Regions from separate parts of the Mus musculus genome. Here all the other regions are linked to region 5. Evidence: chromatin contacts called from public HiCAR-type and promoter capture Hi-C data. All regions are on one chromosome and are shown on one strand. Each heading gives the region's core, a stretch centred on a gene start, on an enhancer-like site or on the middle of the called end of the contact. The rest is flanking DNA. Distances are from core to core; before and after follow the strand shown. Region 1 holds the start of Frem1 (Fras1 related extracellular matrix protein 1). Region 2 holds the start of Zdhhc21 (zinc finger, DHHC domain containing 21). Region 3 holds the start of Cer1 (cerberus 1, DAN family BMP antagonist). Region 4 overlaps Frem1 (Fras1 related extracellular matrix protein 1). Region 5 holds the start of Mpdz (multiple PDZ domain crumbs cell polarity complex component). Region 6 has its middle 24 kb from the start of Gm11269. Region 7 overlaps Frem1 (Fras1 related extracellular matrix protein 1).

Region 1 (3,243 bases), core at 279-2,778, 1.6 Mb before region 5:
TGTTTATATTTATTACCTTGTATTTGCTTTTGCATTGTACTTGTGTCTGTTCATAGCGCTAACCTTATGGCTTTCTTCTTCTTTTTTTTTTTTTCTGAGACAGGGTTTCTCTGTGTAGCCCTGGCTGTCCTGGTACTCACTGTAGACCAGGCTGGCCTCAAACTCAGAAATTCGCCTGCCTCTGCCTCCCGAGTGCTGGGATTAAAGGCCTGTGCCTGGCTAGCGCTCATTATAAGGAGCCTGCTTACTCCTCAAGTTCTCCCCACCCACACTCACCGCACTGCAGTGGAAGCAAAGGCGTCTTGAAGGATCTCAGCGACTTCCTGCCAAGTGTGCGCTGCACCTGCGTTAAGGAAGTCTCTACAAAGCATGGTTTACAAAGCAAAAGAATTGCTAAATTTTAAAATTCTTTTCCTCTTTATTGGCCTTCCCTATCCCTCCCTTGCCCTTCTGCTCTGTAATTTCCTCCTTCTTTTCTACCCTGCTTCCCAACTTGGGAAGACTGGTAGTGTTGTCAGAACATCCATGTGGAATTGGACCGATCTATTCTGTCATAATAAACAGCGCGGTTCATGATTGCCTTGTGGATCATATATCTCATGTGCCTCGTGTCCGTTCTTTCCCATACCCTCTCTTGTCTCCCTACCCCCATCCTCAAACCACCCCTTGTGTTGAGTCTTTTGGGTTTGCATTCCCCTGCGCTTTGGGCTAAGTTTTCAACAAGTCTCCTCATGCTGTTTCCCCTAGCGAGGTCCTGCTCCAACTTCTCAAGGATGGCTGCTTGAGACTGCTTTTCCTTCTGGTAGAAATAAAATAGAGGGAAGCAGTATCTTATACAGTTGTTAAGCAACTAGCCAAAAGAATCATTATCAAGAGGGTATCTCTTGATGCAGACCTGAACTGACAGACAGATGAAATACTTCATAAATGAAGAGCTAAGTGGTTTCTATTACAAGTTAGACTCGTAGAGTCTAGATTCATTCTTGCGTCTTTTCCTTTAAAGAGTATGAGAAAAGTTCAAGAGGGCCAGCCCCCTCCCCCACCCCTTCTCAAAGCTGAGTGTGACCTCTGAATGTGAATATGGACCTTTTGGAGCTGGGGCCGCTTCCATGAAAAAAGGGCGCAAGGAAAGGTGTGTTTGCAGAGTCGGTGTGTGTACGTGTTCGTGCAGCAAGAGGCTTTGTGCACGGGTGTCAGAGTGAATCCCTGCCTCTGTGTGTGTGTGTGTGTGTGTGTGTGTGTGTGTGTGTGTGTGTGTGTGTGTGCTGCTGTCGGGAGAGACTGCCTCAGCTCAGCCAGTGTTAATACTGAGGAAGGAAGCTGGGAAGAAAGCACCCGACCTATTAACAAAGGCTCAGTTTTGTCCCCGCTGACCAACCAGCAGAAGGGATGGGAGCTGAGGCTCCCCGCCAGGGAGGTCGGGCTCCCTGCAAACAGTTGCAGGCATCCTTGCCACGCCTTCCTTAACACGCCCTTCTCTGGGGGAGTCCAGAAACTTGGCACTGGGGAAGTTAAGTTTTCAGCGCCACAGCGGCATTGGAGGAGACCTGCAAACAGTGTGTTTGGGAACTCCAATTCTCTACCTATTTGTTTGTGCGGGTTAAAGGATTTTTAGCACAAACAAAGCCTAAACTCAGCTGACTAGAACGACTGGAATTTCAGCTCTCCTCCTTGGATGGGATGTTTTAGCTTCCTCTTCCTCTGACAACTCTTTAAGGCTGTTACCAGGTTAGCATCCAGCCCTCTACTTCCAAGGGTGGCCAGCCCTTGGCTCGGAAAGAAAACCAGGAACTGTAAGTACCTGCTTCCCGCGGTTGTTGGCTCTCAGCTGTGAAGGCTCTGTTAGCAAAGTGTCCCAGAGGTGGGCAGCTGTGAGCGGCAGTGAGAGAAGGCTGCCTGGCAGCTTGCAAAACTTTAAATCTGTTAACTCAGAAGGCCGGCGCTTGCATGTTACCAAACCAAATACCAGGGATGGAATTGGCCTCCCTGCCTCCACATAACTTCTGATTCCACCCGCAGGGGCACTCATCAAGGGAATAACCGCTTTACATTTCTGTGAAAATTTCCCTGAAGTTAGAATATTTATTTTCTCTTAGCTAAAGGAAATGGCAAAAAGAGAAGAGGTAAAATTAACAGGACAGATAATATCCCGAGGGTCTAAAGATCTAGAGCATGGGTGGTCTCTGGGAACCTTTGCAGGGCCTAATTACATTCGCTGTTTTAAAGTGTGAGCCTTGGTTTGTAGCGAGGAAAGGCAAAGAGTCATTGTTCTGAGGTTCGCTTGGTGTTTAGGCTGAGCTGTGGTCCAGAGGCTTCAGTGTTGCAGTAAGTAAATAATTGGGGGGCAGTTTCCTTTCGGGTCACAGAAATCGCTCTCAAGCCATTTAGCTTTAGTTTCTGGGTTCTGTTTTGTTTTGTTTACTCTAGCATTCGGTGCTGATGAATGATGGACGTTACACAGCTTAGAGCATCTCCAGGGCTAGTTAGTGTTTGTGGGTGGGAGGGAATGTTGCTGGAGAGATTAACCTTTTCAGGGCTGCTTTGCAGACCCAAGGGGAGACCCAGCTGCTCCTCAAGCTTCGGCTCTGCAAGATCACGACCTTCCTGGATCTTCCAAAGCTTGAGAAGTTTCCTGTTAGCATCTCCGTGTGCCTGTCCACGGGATAAAAGGACTTACTCTTCATTCTGGATCCTCAAAACTTAATGAAGATAGGATCTAGGCTAGTTGGGTCATTCGTCTGCAGGAGGATCACAAGTTCAAGGCTAGCTTGGGGAACATAGATAGCAACACTTTCTTAGGAGGAGAGAGAGAGAGAGAGAGAGAGAGAGAGAGAGAGAGAGAGAGAGAGAGAGAGAGGCTGACTTCTTTGAAACTTGGTGAGAAGACAGATTTTTAACTGCTACCATCAAAGGTTTTTAGACTCAATATGGGGCCAGGAATCTCCTCTGGTCAGGTCAATCTGATATAGGTGACACAGCACTTGAGTCAGCATTCTGCATACTGTTCCCGGCAGTTAAGTTCTTGTCAGGCACTTGGTTAATATCAGACTTCATGTCCAAGTACTAAGCCTGAGCTTAAGCTGATGCTGAACAGGCCTTGGGTGCAACCTAAACTTGCGTTCTTGCCTGTCAAGCCCGGGCTTTCTAACCAGATTTCTCACCTCCTTTCCCCTTGGTCTACCTCTCCGTTGCCATGAGTGAAGTGATTTGTGTGTGGGTCATGGGATACCACATTCTTAGGTG
Region 2 (3,536 bases), core at 254-2,753, 1.4 Mb before region 5:
TCACATATGCAATATATACATATATGTGCATATATGTGTATATGTATATATGTATACATACACATATAATTCTGCAGCTAAGTTAACTTGCTCAAAAGATGTAATTTACAAAGCTTAAGAACTAAGAACAGTTTAAAAATAAAGGAAAGTCATGATTTACTTATTTCTCTTATCTTAAAGAACGCCCCTTTTGTAAAGAAGATTGTCAGGTGGTTTTATGAGGCTTCTGTTTAGATTTAGAGTTGAGAGAGTACTGCTAACAGGGTTAAAGTCAAGGCTGCAATCACCCTGGCCCTGAGTAGCTGCCACAGTGACTGTGACACTGTTGTTTGAGATGTAGAGGGAAGAATGAGCACTATCTTGGAGACAGCCTTGGCTTTAGTGGTTGTGTTGATGTTTCTTGACACACAGCCAGGAGGAAAGCTAGGTCTCCGCGTGAGAGGCCTCCCCCTTTCCCACACTCCCTTGTTTTCTTTGTCTTCCTATCCTGCCCCTATCAGTGGGGAAGTAGAAGATTTTTTTTTTTTAAGGGGAATGAAATTAAGGGGATTTGTCAGGAAATGGAACAAGCTAGTTGAAGGTAACTTTAGAGTTAGTACAGCTGTCGTCCCAGGACCTGAGTAACAGGTACCACCGGGAACAGTTTGTTCTGGAAGGCTCTCAATACCATTCAACAAGAAGTACAGACTTCCTACAGCAGGGAATTCCTCTCCCATCCACACATGATCTTCTTCTGGGACATGTAGGCATAACCAGCTATCTCCATACAGTATAAACTTTTCCACGGCACTATTTAGGAGTGACGTGCAAAAAGCTATATTATTATATTATATATAATATAACATATTATATTATATTATTATATTTATATTATATTATTGTATCTCAGGCGTTTGTGAGGATAACAGCTTAGATTGGGAGATGGGTTATTTGAGCTGTTGCGTTCATTAATTTTTTTTCCTAGGTGTCACTGATTGGAGCGCTGACAATTTATAGAGATTATCTGAAATGCATTTAAAAATGATTTGAATGCGGATTTAGGTTGCCAACAAGAATTGGAAAAACCTCCAATGGCTGGGGTATCCCAAAAGAGGGTCTGAAGGCCCTAAAGATGAACACTGCTGCTTTGGGGTGCACTGATAGGTGTCACCTCCAGATCCTGAATTAAAATTCAGGTACGGAATGAGCAGGCCTGAGACTGCATTCTCTCCAGAATCCCAGAAGATGTCAATGTTGCAGACTAAATTTTGAAGCAAGGTAACATTGGAAAATCCATAGCTGTCACTGGGGAGAGAGGCCTGTTCCCCGACAGAAGGAGGAAGCGAGCACTGCTTAAGGCTGAGGCTGGTCCTAGGCAGGGAGGGTGTGGGGACACGCGTGTGCGGCCGCCTGGGCAGGGCCGGGATGCAGGGCGGGGAGGCACAGGTAGGTTAGACGAAGGTAGGCCGGGCGCAGCGCTGGGCTGCGAGCGCTTTCAGGTCTTTCGGCCCTCGGCGGCTCCCATCGCAGCTCCGGGGCGCGAAGCGGAGAGGGCGACGGCGGCCGTGCCTCCGCGCGGGCGCGCGGGCATGCCGACACCCACTCGGCCGGTCCCGGCGCCTCGGCTCCCGGAAGCGGAAGGGGACTGCGGCCCGGCCTGGGCGGCGGAGGCGCGGAGCCGAGTGGAAAGCGGCGGAGCGGGCGGCGGTGAGTGTGGGCCGGCGGGCGGTCCCGCACCTGCCATGCAGCATCCCTCCCGGAGACCGCGGCCCTGAATGGGCTGGGGTGGGGAGAGAAATCCGCCGAGTTCTCCCCGGGACTCTGGCGTCCCTGCACCCCCGGGGCCCGGGCTGTCGGCGTGACCGAGCGTTTCATTCATTTCGAGGTCGCTGGTGCGGAGCTGCAGAGGACCCTCTGGGAGAAAACCGTGCACCTCCATTGACCTTCTCCCTCCTCTCCCTCGGCCGGCCGCACCGGCTGTTTTGAGAAAATGGCTTTCCGCATGGCAGCACTTTGCACTTGTTACCATTCCCTGTAATCACTCGCTGAACGTAACCTGCGCTGGTCGTTTAAAATTTATGGTCTTTTCTCGAGATGTATTTGGGTCACATTTTAAGATACCGTATGAGTCAGTGGAAGATGTTTGTATCTCCAGGGCTAAGAGGACCTGGCCGGTCATTACTTGAAAATACTGCAATATAGCAGTTCATAAAAGTACAGGAGGGGCTGGGTAAAAATCAAGGTCATTGTGGGTGGGTCATAAATCAGTGTAAAGTTTCAGCCCAAAATAAGGGCAAATAAGGGTAATTAAGTGTAAGTTTAAAAGACTTGTCCAATGGGTCCTCCACCCACTGCTAATATGCATACCCCTCACCCTCCCCCCCCCGACCCCAAATTCACTCCCTACTTTGTGGTAAAAGATAATGATAGCCGTTACCATTTGATGACTGCTTAGTGTGTGCCATTCCTAGATGAAAGGGTTTGGTGCAGTATCTCATTAAGTTCTTCCAGAGCTTGAGATCCACGGATAAAGTTCAGAGGGTACCCTGTTGCCACCTTAGTTGTGCCCTCTCAGTAGTAAGGCTTTTGAAGAGGAGAAGTGGTATGAAATCATTTGGGGGAAAAAAAAAAAACCAGATACAGTTTGGAGTTGAAGACAGAAAAGCCAGATTCGCTTTTGGTTTCTGTACTATCCAGCTATGGGGTCATGGGTAGGCCAGGGATCCAGTGTTATTTTCTCATCTATACAACTAGGTAGCCAGGCTACGTTTTTCTAAGCGGTGATCTTTCAAGCTTTCTCATGTCTGTCTGGGAAATGTCTGCTTTTAACTTAACACCCTTTTGACATGGTGAGGAGGATCCACGGTGAACATTTACCTCATGACCAAAAAAAAAAAAAAAAAAAAAAAAAACAAAACAAAAAAAAAAAAACAAAAGAAAGACCTCCAGAATTCAATTTGACTGTAAAACAGCAGAATTATATTAGATGTCTTCAAACTATGGAGAGCTCTGTTAATACTTAAGGAGCTGTAGCTAGAATAAACACAGTGTACATGTTTAAGAGAAATTGATGTCTAAGCAAGCTTTGTTTACTTACGAAAATTTAAATACCTAAGTACCTACGTATCGGTACGTCCATTAGGATCCAGACAAAAAGAAATCAGTTGGTCATAACCTTTTCACTTATGTGCCCACTGCCTGACTTCTCTAATTCATAATGGGTAATTCAGAATTCTATTGGGAAAGCACATGTAGTAGTAGAGAGACTAAGAACTCTGGGAAATGTCCACTTGGAACCTATGGAAACGGCTCAGCATAGGATGTTGTGTGTTGCAGCAATATAAATTTATCAGGCATAACTGGGGAAGCAAAGGAATGTAGACTTTATTATATTATTTAGCAAAAGTATTAGGGTTTAGATTCAACTTTTCAAATGTAGAAATTAAAGATCATTCTAGTAGAACAGTCAGGGTATGCATTTATTATATACTATTACTGAAATTAAAGATGTTTGACATAATATAGAATGAGCAAAAAGTAGAGGTCTCCCATGATCT
Region 3 (3,650 bases), core at 642-3,141, 1.4 Mb before region 5:
AAGACCACAAGAAAATTTTAAAATGAGTGACTGACATCCCCATAGGTAATAAAATTAGAAAGCCCGTGCCCCTGGGTATCTAACCTACTTAAGGCAGGCGGCAGATTTTAATCATTTTAGTCATTTTCCAGTATTGATCCTGATATTTCATCTACAGTGTAAGTCTTCTATAAATGTCTGTTCAACAGAAATTGTTCCAACTATATCCAATAGCCAGTAATTCCAGAACCAGGTAAGCTGAGACCCCAGGTAGACTCCCTGGATTAATGCTTAGTTGGGACATGCTAGACCCTGTGTGACTGACAGCCACGGGATTTAAGCCACCAGGAAATGTATCCTAGTTGGCTTTCACACCGTATTTATTACCAGGAGACTTAATGGCTGCTCTGGAGAGCAGATTGCATTGGACTGCTGAGGGCAACTAAGACATTCAAGTATCGGGTAAGGTTTTAAAGAGACTATTTAAAATAAATGATGAACACCAATGTTCTGGCGGTATGGGTCGGCAGCCTGTCAGGGAATACTAGGAAAGTCACCATGGACCTCTGAAACAAGTAAAACATATATGTTTTAGAATTTTAGTAAAATGATAATCCACTTAAACACAATTTATAAAATAACTCAAGCAAGGCTTTGTCTCAAAGAACTCAGCAAGGCCAATCAAGAACACAAATGCCTGGAAAGACCTCACAGTGGGGAACTTGTGGGGAGAAATCTGCATACTAAACAAAAGAGGATTCGTTGCATGTTATCTCTGCCAGCAAAAGAAAGGAATGTGGTGACTAAATTAAAGGGGGAAGAAAGATAAGCAACTGTGTTGTGTTTCCCATTGGGAGGCCATTTTGGGTGGACACACCTGAACTCCAAGGTTTCTCTTTATTGATAGGTTTCTTGTACCCTTGGCTAATTTCAATTGCCATTTTCTCCCCTGATCCCTGAAGGGTTGTGTTTATTGAATCTGATCTTTATTGAATTTGATCACCAGTTCCTTGGAACTAAGGCAGAAGATGTGGATTCAGTCGGGTAAGGACCCCGACCACCCCCCCACACACACACACTGGTGCAGCTTCACCCCCAAATCTATCAGGCCTGGTTTGTATTCCCCTTTCTCAAGCCTCAAAGTTAAAGAAAATAATAATAGTGACAAAGCGGTTTGAGGGGCCCATTATCCTCCTTGATTGATGAGATGTCATTGTAGGTCACTTGGGATCCTGTGGAGAAATTTGTAAACAATTGGAAGAGTTTACTGATCTCTGGCCAGTTGTGAAATTTGGCACTCAGTGTTTGTTTCCTAATGTGAAAGGATTAACTCTAGAGTTGTGAGTCTCCCTGTATGGATAAGCAAAATGATTCCCTTAAGGCAGCTGTGACCAACAGCTTCAATCCACATGTGGATACAAGAGAAGGCATAGAAGGCTCCTGTCCAACAAAGCTAATGTGCTTTCCTAACCACTGTGCTGTGGCAGACATCTTTAGCTCTCTCTCTCTCTCTCTCTCCCTCTCCCTCTCTCTCTCTCTCTCTCTCTCTCTCTCTCTCCTATTCCGTGTCTATTCTACCCCAACTCAGTGCAGATGTGCAGCAAATGTGAGCTGAGTCTGTTTCTTCTTCTAATGTCAGTCATGAAGAGTTCAGACAAAAAGCACGTTGTTTTTGCCAGTACAGCCACTCCTAAATCTCAGACAACAGCTAAACCACCAGCTAATTACCCCCTGGGTCTCGGGCTTTCACTGGGGCCTTAAACACACAGAGCCAAAGTGAAGGCAGGACATCATTAGCACTACGTAATGTGGGCAAACACTTAATGTGTTTGCTTTGCCCACCTGCTGACCACCTGCCTCCCCATGCTACCAGGCAGGTAGCATATATGTGATGCCCCGACTGTAGCCGTGCAGAGGGAGCCTCTCTTTTAGGCCCGTCCATCTGTGAATCTAACCTCAGTCTCTGGGAATCAGGAAGCATGCATCTCCTCTTAGTTCAGCTGCTTGTTCTCTTGCCTCTGGGGAAGGCAGACCTATGTGTGGATGGCTGCCAGAGTCAGGGCTCTTTATCCTTTCCTCTCCTAGAAAGGGGTCGCAGAGATCTCCACGTGGCCAACCACGAGGAGGCAGAAGACAAGCCGGATCTGTTTGTGGCCGTGCCACACCTCATGGGCACCAGCCTGGCTGGGGAAGGCCAGAGGCAGAGAGGGAAGATGCTGTCCAGGCTTGGAAGATTCTGGAAGAAACCTGAGACCGAATTTTACCCCCCAAGGGATGTGGAAAGCGATCATGTCTCATCGGGGATGCAGGCCGTGACTCAGCCAGCAGATGGGAGGAAAGTGGAGAGATCACCTCTACAGGAGGAAGCCAAGAGGTTCTGGCATCGGTTCATGTTCAGAAAGGGCCCGGCGTTCCAGGGAGTCATCCTGCCCATCAAAAGCCACGAAGTACACTGGGAGACCTGCAGGACTGTGCCCTTCAACCAGGTATGCATTCTAGAGGGTAAACCACCAGTTTGCCAGACAGGGAGGACAGCTGGACAGCTAGGACAAACGGCAAAATAGAAAGAGTCTGGCGAGAGCTCGGGCCTTGTCTAGTTCCAGATTCAGTCCTTTGGGTATTCATTGTGGGACGTGGCCAAATGTAAGCACATTTCCCTCATTTATTTTTCATGTCTCCAGTGTTTCTTGGCATGATGGAAATGCTTCATGCTAGCATGGTAGCATGCTCAGTATCGGTAGTCCCCGTATTGAAGGCACAGAAGATTGTTGAATTTGTATATATTTGGTGGGTATCATCCATATAGAAAAGCAAGGCTAAGTCCCCAGTTTGGAAACTGGGAATTTAGAGCAATTGCCTGAACTACCCTGTAGCTTCTCTCCATACTCATGAGGATAGGTAGTAAAGCAAGCAAATCCAACTGGAGGTGAGGGGGGCTAGGTTGGACATCTCCCGGGATACCCCAGCATGCATCTCTGCTACTCAGCTTATTACTTTACAGGTTCAGGAGAGCTTTCTTTAATTGTTGCTAAAACTATTTGATGCTTAGAATGTTCCTGCAGGGACTCTATGTTGAGATTCTCACTATCATTTCTTGGCATTGTGATGGCAAACCATACTTTAGAGTGGAAGTTATGTTTCTCATTGGTTTTTAAAAAGTATCTTAATATGAAATCAGGAATTTCCTTGACGTGTCCTAACACGTGCTGGCTAATTTATAGCGATCGGCTCTGCATGATTAGACAGAGGAACATTCTACTTCTCTTTCCTTCCTGACAACACCTACTTTCCAAATGCTAAAATAAAATAAAGAAACTGCGTCAAGAAGAAACAGAACCAGAAACAGTGCGGGAGAGACTAAAATTTTACAGTCTAGTAACACTGCCCAATTAAGCCGGCAGTATTCTAAGGCAATTGCCTGTGTAGCAATGACGGGTCAGTCATCAAGTAATATCCACTTTGCTGGACCATGTGGAATTAGAAAATTGCTCCTAAGACTCAGGCAATCAAGTTTCCTTTGAAATTCTTACTTTTAAATTCTATTGCTAATTAGATTAAAATTAAGGAGTTTGAGTCATATTTTGAGTTTGAGTCACATAAGACTGGGTGTATGGGGTTCTGAGAAGGTGGTAAAGGTGGTGTATGCATCGCGATTCTGCCACTTAGAGTGC
Region 4 (3,214 bases), core at 16-2,515, 1.5 Mb before region 5:
CCCTGTTTTCCCTGTACCTCTGGAAGATGGAGGTGTGGAGATTGTCGCATTGGCTGGTTGTATTCTTCTGAGCCCTGTAGACATCTCTCCCTCCGTGTGTTTTAGCATCTAGTGCTTCGTTAGCAGTTTTTTTTTAATATATTCCCAGGCTTGTAGCTACATCATGTTCAGCTTTGCCTTCTGTCAGTCAAGGCTCCCCCATCTGTCTCTTCCTCTTACAAGGGGTCCAGTTGTATTGGATTGAGGACCCACATTACTCAAAAATTCCCCCCTACATGCATCTGTAATGGCCCTATGTCTAAATACATTCACAATTCCAAGTTTAGTATGTCATTTTCTGGGGATGCAGCTCATTCCATAATACTTAACCACTCTCCCAAATCCTTCAGCATCCCCCTGCTTCGTCCAGTGAGCTCTCCTCCTCTGCACACCCAATACGAGTCTGGTATATGAATGTTCAGGCATCAGACATCTGTGGTTTGGGGCTAATTACGTCTGGTTTCTTCACAATTACAAGTTGTAAATGTGCTAAGTGCTACTGTTTCACCAACTTTAGTAATATGCAAACAGGGGCATAGCAGGCGCACACAGCTTGTATTAGTATAGAACTGCAGGGCAGAATAGGGTAAAGTCTGAGCTTACATTTGCAGAGGTTCTTGGACTCCATCATTTGATATACTTTCTGACTTCATCCATTTCCTCTTATGTGTAGGCAATGTGCCTTACAGAATAGAGCCTTGGGAATCTTTCCATCTACAGTGATGTTTATCATGTTCCATATCAATTAACATTGTTGGAGGGCTTGATTCTGATCTCTGCAAATCAGCACACGTGTTCATCTCAATTTGCTTCACAGCATGCCGTGAACCATATGAAAGTGGCCTACATGCCACCCATGCAAGATATAGGCCCCTCCCCTCGACATGTGCAGTTCACAGTGTCTGTCAGTAACCAGCATGGAGGTGCTTTGCATGGAATCTGCTTCAACATCACAGTTCTCCCAGTGGACAACCAGGTTCCCGAGGTATGCGGTGTTTGACATGGTGGGCCAGAAGCAGTGAGAGAGAAAGAGTAATGTTTTCATTCTCTAGCTGCAGTATAGATTAAAAAGGGGTGGGTGTGGGTGGGAGACTCTTTTTCTCGTGGGACTTCCTATCTGAAAGGTGAGAATTTTTCAGTGTTGAATTTGGCATTGTTTTCAAAGCCTGTCAAAACCTCTTTCATTCTGCTGAGCTCCGGCTGTTGATCAGGAGAAGGAGATTAAATGATGAGTCTCTTAGCAACCAGAAGAACCTATTTGCTCTCACTGCAGGCCAGCTATGCTGCTGTGTGTTCCAAAGAAGCTTTTTAATTTCCCAAAATGAAGTAGGATGGCTACCCTTTCTTCTTACCCAGTGCCACTGCTCAGTGTTCATGGAAGTCTTAAGAAGCCTTGGTTTTTCTTACAACCAAACTATAAAAACCTTGCTACCTACTATGTCTTCTCTGAGGCTGTTTTACTTTGAGAGATCTTTTTTTGAACACCCACCCCCTAATGTGAGACACACACACACACACACACACACACACACACACACTTCAGACTACTATACTTGATTAGTATGACTGTTATTGGAATTTTCCCCCTTAAAAGTGGAAAGACAAAGGGCCACTATCCCCCATTTGTTACAGACCAGGGGACTAGAGGCACTCCTAGCTTTTTTCCAAGGAAAAGGGTGAATTTCCCTGTTATCTACCTATGAGAATATAGCCAACCCTGACGCTCTCTCTCCTGGTTGTCCAGCACTGCTGTACCTGCCTCGGGTCAGCCAACATACTGCTTCTTGTAAGGCCCAAGGGAAGGTACTTATTTAATGTGCAAAAATCGCTTGATGGGTCTAAATAATATTATTATATTTATAATATAATATCATAAATAATATAATAACAAGTATAAATAATATTTCTTAAGTTGTGAACCTTGAAGAGTCAGGAGGTTTCTTAAGAAGGCTGACTTGGGGTTTCTCTGGAAAATATAGAGCTCTCCCAGCACTTAGCCACAGGTACCATGGATACAAGGCAGGTTGCACTGTTAAGTTGCAGAGTCCCCACCAAGGCACTACACTCACTGTGACAACAGCCCAATCTCTCAAGATTTCAAGCTTGCAATCTGTGTTTGAAGAAGTGTTGACGAGCTGCAGCTATGACATCTACATTAACTCCATCTGGGGCTCCTTCCCTGCTGGGGACCTGACCTAACTCTTGTGAAAATAAGTCAGAGTAGCTGTGGAATGAACGTGGTTAGATTTCAGTTAGACCTTCCTTTTCCATTCACACGTTTTAGATCCTGAACCAAACCAAAGCTTTCCCTATAACACTTGCTGAGAAAACAAAACAGCCTAACCTCAAAGAAATATGCTCTTTGTGAGGAAATTATGAGGCAGATTGAAGAGTTACCTTCATTTGAGAGAAGATGGAGGTCTTCGGGCTATGGTGGACACTCACTTCTCGTTTACAGGCGAGGGACGAATGAAATAGTGCTTCAAAGAACCGAGAGTATTAGAAACTGAGTTAGTACAATATGAAACCGCGTTGACAGCAATCATTAGGGCATGTTGACACCATGCAAACCTGGAGACTCCAAAGTGCTCCTTATGAAGCCTCAGACTTTTAATATTTGAACTTACTGTAAAAGAAATAGTCTCATGGATGTAACTCTCTTGCCGTCAGTTTCCCAGTTCTCACTGCAAAACAGAGTGGAGTCCTCATCAATTTCCCAAGTTCTAAAGAATTTTTAGGGTTAAAAATCGAGAGAGGTGGATCCTTTCCTTTAGAGGCACTTGGCAAAGGTTGAGTGAATGAAGCTGGGCGTTATTCCCTCAGTTCCTCGTGGCTCTGTCCCCTTTGCTGATTCTGCTACAGAGGCTCCGAGACACTTGAAGCACGTGCACTTCCAAGTTAGGGGTCTGTCTTGGTGTCTGTATGTGTCAACACTTGGAATGGAAAATGAAATTCAATTAAAATGATTTTAGACAATTTATGCAGCTGTGGATCAATCTCCTTAGAAACATGCTTAAGTTACTTGGCCCTTGAAGATGGTACCGGATGCTTTCTAGGGATCCAATGACCTCTGTGTTCAGGGATACCTCATGGAACAAGGTCTTGAATGTCTCCTTCCTTCTTTCTAGGTATTCACCAACACCCTGAGAGTGGTCGAGGGCGGTCAGTGCACCAT
Region 5 (3,530 bases), core at 1,017-3,516:
AGCACTTCTTTAAGTTACACTAGATATGCAATGCAAGGAAGGATTTAAACAGTGGGACTTAGTGACTTGGTACTATTTTAAACCACCAAGAATTTTGTTTTAAATAAATGTGAAGTGTTGAAAAAAAAAAAAGAATTTATCACAATGGCTTCATCCTAAGTTGTAGAAGTAATGGCCACTGAAATATATATGAATGGCCAGACTTGAAGAGAGCCCTTAAGATTCCCTTTTGGGAAAGCCAGGTTAGAGCCAGGCAAATGGATATATTCAATAAATGCTTGAATATATGGAAATGCTTGAACTGAACATACAAATTTGCACATTCTTGGCCATTCGATGAGAAGGTGGAAGTGAAAATGGATTTAAAGGTACATTTAAAACAGAAAGAAGATTCATAACTGAACCTTGAGGACCTCCAGTATTCAAAGATGGCAAAGACAGGGATGCCCCAGGACCTGCAGATCTACTTGAAAACAAGGAAGCTTCGAAGTCTAGCTCTTGCTTAGGAGTCTCTACAGCCTCTGTGAATGCATGAGAAAACATAAACTATGTCTTAGTCACGGTTTCGATTCCTGCACAAAACATCATGACCAAGGAGCAAGTTGTAGTGGAAAGGATTTATTCAGTTTAGACTTTGCTGTTCATGACCAAAGGAAGTCAGGACTGGAACTCAAGCAGGTCAGGAAGCAGGAGCTGATGCAGAGGGCATGGAGGCATGATACTTACTGGCTTGCTTCCCCTGGATTGCTCAGCTTGCTTTCGTATAGAACCCAGGATTACCAGCCCAGGGATGACACCACCCACAATGGGTCCTCCCCACTTGATTACTAATTGAGAAAATAAATGCCTTACAGCTGGATCTCATGGAGTCATTTCCTCAAGGGAGGCTCCTTTCACTGTGATAACTTCAGCTTGTGTCAAGTTGACACACAAAACCAGCCAGTACAAACTATGAGATGAGAAATACACCCCATGAGTTTAGGCAGTAGAAGGCCCTTACCAAGACAACTGTCAGAGCAGTGACAGGCCCAGAAGTAAGGGTCTCTTGCGCAGCTGTGATCAAGAACACACTGGGTAGAGACAGAACTGTGGATAGATCCTCTCCATCCCTACCCCTAACCCTAGCCCCTTCTCTTTACCTTTGTGTTTGGTTTTAAGATGGGACGCCTGATAGAACAGATTCCCACAAATGCACTGTGGGAGGAAGAGAAGATGGGATGAAATGTCCCTCAGACGAACTACATCTTCATTTTCAAAAATCCTAGAACTGACTCATATCCACACATTCTGAAGACATCCAGTCAGAGTTCACATTTTCCTGCATGTCAAATCTATGCTGATTCATATTTGCGGAACCAAGGGAATTGAAGGTTTGGGCCCTGTGTTGTCTCCACCCAAGACACTGAATCCACTTTAATCAACTCACATTAGCAAGCAAAAATTTTCATTGAACGGTAACACTTTCATTCTTGTGCATTTCACGTGCTTCCTCCTTTAATATTTAGTAAATGTTAGAGAAACGCAAATCGCTTTTTATTAGACAAAATAAAATTACAACGCAATTCTTGTATTTTAAAGTCTGAGAGTTTTAAATTGTTCACTCTAATATTAGACTTAGAAAAAAGAGCGAGCGAGCTGTATTTTCTTTAATGGGTGTGGGGTTGGGGATAGACTGTGGGACTCCAGAGCTGAGGTCAACAGAAAGACAATTGTAAAAGTCACAAAACAGAAAAGGGGCATTCCCTCCCACCCCAATTCCCAGTAGCAGACAACTCTGAGCACTTTCCCGGAGGAGTTTGCTGCTTTTTTTCTTTTTATTGTCTCACCAGGCTAAGAACGCATCTTGATGTGCTAAGTAACTTCTCAAAAAAGGACTTCCCTTGACCACCTCGTTTCTCAAGAGGCCACGAATGCAGAGGGCAGTCCTCACCAAGAACTAGGAGAACTGCAACTAGAGACTACCAATGCAGGGGCCGGGAGCATAAAACACAAAAACTACATTCCTAGCCCAATTCAAGTTTTTGATAAAATATCAGCAACACTGGAGTGCAAGTATTTCTCGCGTCAATATGTGTGAAACGCTATACTTAAAAAAAGGGCACTTCCTTTGGAAGTCACATTTAGGAGCCTGCCCCACGCCCCGCCGCCTTCGCGCTTGTCCGTCACCCACGCGGGCCCGGGCCCGTGCGCCGGTCGTTCCATCTCGGCGGCGGCTGGGCCGCGCCCCTGATTGGCCAGCGCGCCCCGCCGGCGTCACGGCTTCCCGCAGCCCCGCGGCCTCCGGGAGGCTGGTCCGCGCGCAGCAAGGCTGGCCGGCCGCGGGCTCCGGTTCTCCGGCCACGCGTGAGCGTTCGCGCCACACGGCGCTCCGAGGGCCGCGACTACAGCGGAGAGGAGCCGAGCGCTTTGCCCACCCCGGGAATCCCCGCCAGGCCGCCGAGCCCGGTAAGCGGCCCCGCCCGAGCCCTGCCCCCGGGACTCTGGAAGTTTCCCGGGCTGCGCGCTCCCCGCCGTGCTCTCCGCGCGGCCTGCGCGCCTGTTGCTGTGCGCGGGCCCGGGGAGTGCGGGAGGGCCCGGGCCTGGTGGGGGTGGGGGAGCGTGCGGGAGGCGCTTTGTGTCTGAGCCCTGCTTCGTGGGGCGCGATGGTGCTCTCTGGGCTGCTATTTATTCTCCAGGGACTCGGGGACTGGGCAGTTCCTTCCCGGGTCATTGGCGGCGGGGAGGAGGAGGAGGAGGGGGCGGTGGCAGCCGGGGCGGGCGCGAGGGGGCTGCTCTGCGGGGGGAGGACGCCGAGGATACGCAGGCCTGCGGGCGAAGGTTGGGGTTTCCTTCTAGCATCAGATAAGAGGACCGCGACTTCACCAGCCAGAGGGAAAACTCCTCTCAGTATTGTTTTAGTGTCCTGAGGGGATGAATCTGAGAACTGAGCCCAGGCCACCTCATCCTGTGCTGTAGGACAGCTGTGCAGTTGACATCACCTTTGTGTGTCCATAGACCCTCGTTTAGGATGCCCTTCATAAATTAATGATCTGGGAACAGGGTGTGTGGGGGGGATTGGTCCTAGGGGTTTGGGAGGTTTTTGCATGTAGAACTTGTTAAGAGATGATGAAGATTTTACAACGATCAAATTATCCAATGTAGTTTATTACGGATTTAGAGGCTGATAGAATCCAGAATAGCAATTACATTTAAAACTTTAATAAAACTAAACTTTGAACGCTTTTAATTTCAAGTTCTAATATAAAGTTTTGGAAAAGTGCACCTGGGCTATTATGGATAGAGGAAGGCTCTGTAATTTGTCTTATCTTCCTCACCCCATTTAAAAAAAATAAGCAAAAATTGATGGGACTTTTTTTCAGCATATTGATAATAGTGCATATGTGTGCTGTGTCTTTCATGCATTCCTTTCTTCCTTGGATTCTTCTAGTTTCTTCTGGTTTTCTTTCTTCCTTTACCACGTTCTAATTTTACCACAGAACCCTGATGGTGGTTTGGTGAGGGAGTTAAGTTTGTTTTTAGGGTGCTCCAAA
Region 6 (3,706 bases), core at 852-3,351, 1.2 Mb before region 5:
AAAATGTTGGTTAATAGTCATTGTTGCTTGGAGAGTAATGAAGTAGATAACTTTATTGGGGAAAAATTGTTCATTTCTAAGTTATGAATGGTCCCTATTTCAGTTTGAGGAATTGCTACTATAGATCCACTTTCAGATACATATAGTCATATGTATGGAGATTCATTTTCATATCCCCTGTAGTACTGTAGCAATAATTGCAGTAAATCCACCTAAACGAAAAACAGCCTGAGTGTTTATTAGTGAGATGCAAAAGTGATAGTGTGCAGTGTGCTGCTACTTAGAAAGCAGAGAGCAGTGTGGCATCCACTAAGGTAGAGTACTTGGTAAAGCAGGAAAGAGGAGTGGCATGGTGGCTCACATGGAATCCTAGCAATGGGGAGGCTGAGGCAGGAGGATTTCTATGAACGCAAGAATAACTAGCTATATAATGGGTTTCAGGCTAGTCTAGTTACAGATTATGAGAGTCATCTCAAAAAAAAAAAAAACAAAAAAAAAAAAAAACAAAAAAACCACAAACCAGGCAGTGGTGGCTCATGCTGTTAATCCCATCATTCAGGAGGCAGAGGCAGGCAGATCCCTGTGAATTCATGGCCAACCGGGTCTACAGAGTGAGTTCAGAACAGCCAGGGCTCTGTTGCACTAGAAAGCTGTGTCTCAAAAAACCCAAAACCAACCAACCAAATAAACAAAAAAAAGTCCAACACACACACACTTAATGTGTGTGCACAAAATAATACATGCATACATGTTAAAATGTGTGGCATTTCATACGATAAAAGCTGAGCACAAAAGTCAGGTGTTACATAACTATTATTTTTATTTAAAAAATTATATTTGTATAAAATAGCCCTGAAAAAGTACATAAAAATTTAGCATAGTGGCTGGCCCTCAGTAGAGGATCTGGGTTGGTCTTCTGCTTCTTCTGTAGCTTTATGTTTATCGATCACACATAAATTACTCACAGATTGTTTTAATCTCAGTTAAATAATAAAATGAAGAAATGACTGCAGAGACATTTTCTGCTTTCCAAGGAATTTATTTAAAAGGCACAAAATCATCCACACAACAGGTGGGAATGATGGGGGCACAGGAGAGGGAAGACATCTACTTGCTGGGCTTCTTCCTGTACCGTGTCTCATTTATTTTTTCTCAGGCATTATGTTCAGATAAACTTCAACACACCATCTACCTACCATTGTTACTAACATGTGCATGGCATGATTGTTGCTTAAAACCATTTTCTGTAAGTTCTTTGAGAATTTTCATCTTGCAGACAAAAAGCCAGTTTCCTAATAACCTGGGAGCTTCGCTCACGGAGGCAAAATGAATATTTATGGACCATTTTAGAATGTCAGACTGGGGGCTGGGTTTACCCAGCATTATCCTATGTATGCCTACAGCAGTTCCAGGAGACACATGTCACCTTGCTTACATTACACGAGGACAGCAAGTGGATACACTTACTGCCACCCACTGAGAGTCTCAGATTCTCCACTGGAGTCAGAGAATGCAGAAAGAGTATCTAACTAGAGGTCTAGTCCAAGGCAGCTTGTTGTTGGTTTGTATTTCTTCTTTGCTTCAATAAATAATATGTGTCCCTAGATCAGCAATGATAATTGATGCTCTAGGAAGCTTGAGGCTATGTGGGCTGTGAGGTGACCTTTGCCCCACACCATGCACACCTGAAGAGTCCCCCAGGAGTAACTGGGCATGCTTTGTCTCTCAGACCCCACTGATCAAAGCAATAAGAACATTGGGTGGCATGGTGATTTTAATCCAACATTTCTCAACACGTAGAGTCTTATATTTGAACAACCTGGAATGCTACAAGCAAAGCAAATGCCCGGAGCCCACCCCATACTTAACTGAACTTGATCTGGGCATGGTGCCTGGGAACCTCTTATTTCTTAAACAAGTTTTAAGGTGATTCTTTTGTAAACTGAAGTTTGGAAACATGAATTAAGTCCTCCTGGCCCTACTATTCCTTTCTGGACCTGTCTGGAAGTCTAGGCTCTTCAAGGCTGAACTGGGTCATGTTCTCTGGATTTGCCCTGGCTTCCAGACCAGAGGTTTCCCACTTAGACCATGTGGTGAGGCCTGAGTGCCAGGAATCCTGCCCTAAGACTCCTGACTGAACTTCTTCGTCACTTGTGAAGCATGCACTGACATAGCTGAGGAGATTGGCTATGAGTGGCAATTCAAAAAGAAGATATATTTATCTAAAGATTTATAAGGCCTAAGGTTCAGATTGGTAAGTCACAGATATAAGTGGCGTTAGCTGAGGTATCACCTGGCTGGCAGGGGGAGGTAGGAGGACAAAGAGCCATGTGTGATTGGCTCAGGCCAATCTTTGATTTTTTTCCATTTTCCAGTTGTCATTCCTTCCTGAAATGGGTAAGTAGTAGTTCGAGAAGGAGGGTGGAAACTGTGCCAGGTGCTATGGACTGAATGTTAAAGTCCTAATCTTCCTGTAACTGGTGCTGGTGAAAAGATCTTGGGATAGTAATTAAGGATTTATGAGGTCATCAGGTGGAACATTTACTCGAAATAACTGTCACCTTATAAAAAGAGAAAGATCTCTTCCCCTCCCTCCTTATTTACCTCTCTTCCTCTCCATCCCGCCCCCACTGTGTGTGTGCGTGTGCGTGCGTGCGTGCGTGCGTGCGTGCGTGCGTGTGTGTGTGTGTGTACATGTACTGTCTCTCTGTCTCTTTCTGGTTCTCACTCTCTTTGAGCCATGAGGTCACAGCAAAAGGTCTGCCACCTGCAAGTTAAGGAAAGTGCCCTCACCATACCTTGGCTAGGTTGGCACCCTGTACTTAAATTACTAGCCTCCAAAAGCTGAAAACACAGATTCCTGTTGCTATAGTCATCAGTACATAGTATTTTTGATATAGTGATTAGAGCTAACTAGAACAGTTCCATATAGACACAAGATCCCAGAGACCGAGGATGTGTTGCTAGCCATGAATGGAATCTGGTACATTGCATGTGCTTAGTGAGTGTCTGATAATCAGTGGGTGGCTTTTGGCGTACTTTCACTCTTGAGTCTAGAGGTGGATTCCTTTGGGAAGCAATACATGGCAACCATTAAAGATGTAGGAACATATGTATGTTGTTCTATCTATCTATCTATCTATCTATCATCTATCATCTATCATCTATCTATTTATCTATCAATGCATTCATTCATTTCTTTAAGTAATAAATTATTAAATTTTTCCAAAAATTGCTGAAAGTAGTTATCAAAATATGTATGTAGAAATGATGATGATATCAATGAGAGTTGGGCAGGGGACAATAACAAGATAAATCCAGGAGCAAAGTTCATGAACAGGACTTATGCCACGAGAACATTTGTCTCCGAACTTCCTAGAATCTAAAACAAAGGCTTAAACTGAGTTATTCTTAAGATTTACAGTACTCATAAAATATCTACACCCGTATATACATCTCCAAATGCTATGGAGATATGAGGTGAATGCTATCAGTCAGAGTGGCGTTGTTCTCTGCTCTGTTTATTATTCTGTCCTGTGCCCTGAATGTTGCTCAGTGAGGGAGCAGTGTGTAGTCTTTAAGTAAGTTAGTAAGTGTGACTTTTGCCTCATTTTAGCCAGGAACAGATTCTTACAAAAGGGGAAGCCATGTGACAAAGCAGGGAGCATCCTCAAGACATTCCCAGTACAAATTTAATATTTAGCTT
Region 7 (3,387 bases), core at 802-3,301, 1.5 Mb before region 5:
ATGTAATTTTGGGGTCATTTTTAGTGTTTTCCTTGTGCTTCTGTCATGGTTCATGCATAGTGCTGTGTGCAAGAATGGGCATTGGGTGGGAAGGTGTGGTATGTCCCTTCATAAAGCTAATATTGTAAGGAAATTCAGACAGGGGACATCATAAAGCTGGGTGGAGGTTTGTGATGGAAAGGAAACCTTGGCCCTTGTCTCTGTATTTGTTAGGATAGGGTGAACAAGACAGGCTTCGGCAGAAATCAACAGATAAGGACTCCAAGCGATCTCTGGGTTGAGGAGTTCACTATTGTTGAGCCAGGAAAGCCCTGTGTAGCATAGGGAGAGAAGTCCTTGTGTAACGCTACGTTGGTGATTCAGGTGGATCAGCTGGACAAGGCAGCGCCCCGTATCACACACTTGCACTCCCCTACTCAAGTGGGGCTCTTGAAAAATGGCTGCTATGGGATTTACATCACTTCCCGTGTGCTGAAGGCATCAGACCCTGACACAGAGGATGACCAGATCATCTTTAAGATTTTACGAGGCCCATTGTACGGACGTCTGGAGAACACAACAACAGGTACTTTCCATCTTTTTTGGGGGGGCGGGTGTACTTTCCATCTCAGTCCTTGTAAGTCCTCATTTTAAACTACTAGTTGCTGGCAGAGCTAAAGAGGAACTCAGGTAAGTGTAGGTAGGCCCGTTTGGTGAGTGCTCCCTAGGGCTTGCTGATAGACTCAGTTTATAAATCAATGTTGTTGCTAATAGGGGTTTGAAGCTGAATCTTCTAAATTCATCTTCATAAGGAGAAACAGCTCCTGACACACAGTAGCTGAACTCTTCACTGACTTGTTATTTTGTTTTATTTTCATGTTGTGTTTTATTCAGAACACAGTGCCAGGGTGAGATTGATATTTGAGATTAATTTCTTTCTCCTAGTATGAATCCCCAATTATATCATCTGCTTTTTTAAAAATATGGTTTTTCCCCTAATAGCTTTGCTAAATTTTATATTAGCTCTGCTTCAGGAAGGCAATGATCACAACAACTCATTAAACAGGATGGCAGAGGCGACAGGTTTTATTAACTCCCCATTCCCTTTCTCTTTAGTTTAGGATTATAAGGCAAGTATCTCCAAAGCAAAGCAAACTTAAAGAGGAATTTGAGTCAATCTTATTTGTATCTGAGCATGGGTGCAACAATGCTAATTTTCTTTAAATGGACTTTGGCTTTTTTTTCTCTCTCTTTAAAACAAGGTCTCAGGTAGCGGCTGGCCTCAAATTTGATATGTAGTAGAACACAGCCTTTAACTTTGGATCATCCTTTCTCTTTATTTCAAGTGTTAGCGTTCCAGGTGTATGCCTCCATACAGGGTTTTGGGTGTGTTCTATGCATGCTAGGCAAGTACTACCGCCTGAATAGAACCCCCAGCCCGGCACTCTATTCCTTAAATCTGTTTGAAACAAAACAGCTGTGTGGTTTTTTAATTCTCAAGTGATGTTTGATTTGATTATCCATGAGAGATCCATCTATTTCTTGCTTGTAGGTGAATTCATCCACGAGCGATTTAGCCAGAAGGACTTAAGCCATAAGACCATCCTTTACATCATAAACCCTTCTTTGCAAGTGACTTCCGATATCCTGGAATTTCAGGCCATGGACCCCACAGGGAACACTGCCACTCCCCAGAGGTAACTTTCCATTATTCACTGGCTCTGCATGTCACGTTTATCCGATTAAGAACGTGAAATAATCTTTTCCATACCAGGTCTTTCACTGTTTATAGGGTAAATGTTTACAGGGTAAACCTTTACAATTAATAGGGTAAATTGATGGACTATTTCATAGGCTCATGCAATTTATTTTGGAGAGGGGATTTCTGTTGTATCATTTCTAGATGATGGAGAAACCAGTAGTTCCCAGATTATAAAGGCACTAAAAGGCTCAGCAAACAGCACCCTTTTTATCACGGTTGTAAATGCATCGCCTTTCACACCCTGGGAAGTGACTGTTGGAGGCCTTTCAGGACTGAGCTCAAAGCCTGTGTGTGTTCGTATTGCAGCCAGAGGTCACTCTAGGACTGTGTTAGTCACGACTGGCTTCTGAGCCATGGTGGGTGGGGACGGAGGTGGGGGTGGGATGAAGTAGAAAGAAGCAGCCAAATATATTCTTTCTTACAAAAAAGAAAGAAAGAAAACACTTGCCTCTGTAAGTTAACAAGCCTTATAGGCAAGAAGAAGATAGTATAAACAAAAATAGAGTAGAGGGGATATTAAGTGATATTTATAAACACAAATATATATGATGTAGGATAGTGGCCATAACAAGAACAAATCTGTGATATTAACAAGATTAACAGAGCAGGATAATTTCAGTGACTGTGCCTCCTTCCCAGATGCTTCTGGATATAGACCTTGAATAATTTACTGGCTGACAGATGGTCACAATGAGGTCCATCCGTCCATTTCTCCTGCTGCATTCGTTTTCGTTATTTACTGCCTTTCCCAGACGCCTCAGAGAACATTTAATTCGTTCTAAATTTTGTGTTCACCATATCCAAGACATAAATAATAGCATAAACGAGCACAGCCCTACTATGCTCCCTCTATGTCGAATTGTGAACGGGAAGAGAAACTGAGAAAATGTTCTCAGGGCTGGATTTTCCGTGTCCTCATTCTGTAGTGTAGTTTCACCACTCGCCACCAGAGAGTGCTACAGCCATTGCTAGCAAACCCAGACATCCTGTCTCAGAAATGCGTTCTGATGCGGCTTCTTTTGCCTGTTCAAGTGCAGTCCCTCAGCCTGGTTTATTAAATAACCCCACAGACGATGTTGGTCCCGTGGTTACCATATGCCAGGCGCACAGCACTGGGTGTTAGGGATCAGGTACGAACAAGGAAGACCAGGTATCTGGACTTAAAATCCTGAAGCTATAAACACCCATTAAACTGCCTCTGCCTAAGGGAACTGATTCCTGGAGATCACGGGCTAAAGATTAGATAGCGATAACTTACCTTAAGAGAAAAGAAGAAGAAGGAGAAGGAGAAGAAGAAGAAGAAGAGAAGAAGAAGAAGAAGAAGAAGAAGAAGAAGAAGAAGAAGAAGAAGAAGAAGAAGAAGGAAGAAGGAAGAAGGAAGAAGGAAGAAGGAAGAAGGAAGAAGGAAGAGGAAGAGGAAGAAGAAGAAGAAGAAGAAGGAAAGAAAGGAAGAAAAGAAAAGAAAAGAAAAGACGTTATTTTCAAGAAAAATAGTTGACTACATTCTAAAACTGTTAACAAATTGACTTCACTCAGCCTTATAGTCGTTTAAAAATGGTTCTACTGAAATGCAGTGTTGCTCAGTTCTGCCCCTGAGTGAGTACAAACCTTTGGCCCTCCGCAAGCCAGCCAGCATGGTGTGAGTG

What was found. Promoter capture Hi-C pulls out the DNA fragments that hold promoters and counts their contacts. HiCAR-type assays count read pairs that join an accessible place to other places.
Region 1: a promoter capture Hi-C map of cranial neural crest shows a contact between it and region 5. The contact joins the promoter of Frem1 here to the promoter of Mpdz in region 5. A contact is called at or near these places in 1 of 39 promoter capture datasets (cranial neural crest) and 1 of 115 datasets of contacts at active chromatin or transcription factors (astrocytes).
Region 2: a contact with region 5 is called in a HiCAR-type map of astrocytes, with 6 times the contacts expected there. The contact joins the promoter of Zdhhc21 here to the promoter of Mpdz in region 5. A contact is called at or near these places in 5 of 39 promoter capture datasets (the 3T3-L1 cell line, cranial neural crest, embryonic stem cells and 1 more), 3 of 115 datasets of contacts at active chromatin or transcription factors (astrocytes, embryonic forebrain and stem cell-derived neural progenitor cells) and 2 of 9 other capture datasets (adipose tissue and embryonic stem cells).
Region 3: a contact with region 5 is called in a promoter capture Hi-C map of embryonic stem cells, with 4 times the contacts expected there. The contact joins the promoter of Cer1 here to the promoter of Mpdz in region 5. A contact is called at or near these places in 14 of 39 promoter capture datasets (the 3T3-L1 cell line, 3T3-L1-derived adipocytes, the C10 cell line and 9 more).
Region 4: a contact with region 5 is called in a promoter capture Hi-C map of hippocampal neurons, with 5 times the contacts expected there. The contact joins the enhancer-like site here to the promoter of Mpdz in region 5. A contact is called at or near these places in 7 of 39 promoter capture datasets (the HPC-7 cell line, cranial neural crest, hippocampal neurons and 3 more).
Region 6: a contact with region 5 is called in a promoter capture Hi-C map of liver, with 7 times the contacts expected there. The contact joins the enhancer-like site here to the promoter of Mpdz in region 5. A contact is called at or near these places in 5 of 39 promoter capture datasets (the C10 cell line, embryonic stem cells, hippocampal neurons and 1 more).
Region 7: a contact with region 5 is called in a promoter capture Hi-C map of hippocampal neurons, with 10 times the contacts expected there. The contact joins the enhancer-like site here to the promoter of Mpdz in region 5. A contact is called at or near these places in 9 of 39 promoter capture datasets (the 3T3-L1 cell line, cranial neural crest, embryonic stem cells and 5 more), 1 of 115 datasets of contacts at active chromatin or transcription factors (embryonic forebrain) and 2 of 9 other capture datasets (adipose tissue and embryonic stem cells).

Annotation. Positions count from the first base shown.
Region 1 is chr4:83,050,451-83,053,693 of GRCm38.p6, reverse strand. It overlaps Frem1 (Fras1 related extracellular matrix protein 1), which reads left to right and starts at 1,528. Exons shown (of 37, transcript NM_001198811.2): 1 at 1,528-1,793.
Region 2 is chr4:82,857,640-82,861,175 of GRCm38.p6, reverse strand. It overlaps Zdhhc21 (zinc finger, DHHC domain containing 21), which reads left to right and starts at 1,503. Exons shown (of 9, transcript NM_026647.4): 1 at 1,503-1,686.
Region 3 is chr4:82,883,392-82,887,041 of GRCm38.p6, reverse strand. Cer1 (cerberus 1, DAN family BMP antagonist) reads left to right here and starts at 1,891. Exons shown (of 2, transcript NM_009887.2): 1 at 1,891-2,465. The coding sequence starts at 1,959.
Region 4 is chr4:82,989,217-82,992,430 of GRCm38.p6, reverse strand. It overlaps Frem1 (Fras1 related extracellular matrix protein 1), which reads left to right. Exons shown (of 37, transcript NM_001198811.2): 13 at 857-1,024; 14 at 3,168-3,214. Among named protein-coding and RNA genes, the nearest start is that of Frem1, 61 kb to the left of the region's middle. Within about 2 kb of position 1,265, at least 5 of the 459 cell types and tissues checked have an H3K27ac peak or open chromatin away from gene starts, as enhancers often do. A contact at or near this core is called in hippocampal neurons, where this site is marked.
Region 5 is chr4:81,441,551-81,445,080 of GRCm38.p6, reverse strand. Mpdz (multiple PDZ domain crumbs cell polarity complex component) reads left to right here and starts at 2,266. Exons shown (of 47, transcript NM_010820.3): 1 at 2,266-2,445.
Region 6 is chr4:82,665,821-82,669,526 of GRCm38.p6, reverse strand. No RefSeq gene overlaps it. Among named protein-coding and RNA genes, the nearest start is that of Gm11269, 24 kb to the left of the region's middle. Within about 2 kb of position 2,101, at least 2 of the 459 cell types and tissues checked have an H3K27ac peak or open chromatin away from gene starts, as enhancers often do.
Region 7 is chr4:82,933,150-82,936,536 of GRCm38.p6, reverse strand. It overlaps Frem1 (Fras1 related extracellular matrix protein 1), which reads left to right. Exons shown (of 37, transcript NM_001198811.2): 26 at 364-565; 27 at 1,532-1,676. The region is part of intron 2 of Gm33260 (a long non-coding RNA gene); the gene reads right to left. Among named protein-coding and RNA genes, the nearest start is that of Gm33260, 11 kb to the right of the region's middle. Within about 2 kb of position 2,051, at least 58 of the 459 cell types and tissues checked have an H3K27ac peak or open chromatin away from gene starts, as enhancers often do. A contact at or near this core is called in adipose tissue, embryonic forebrain and hippocampal neurons, where this site is marked.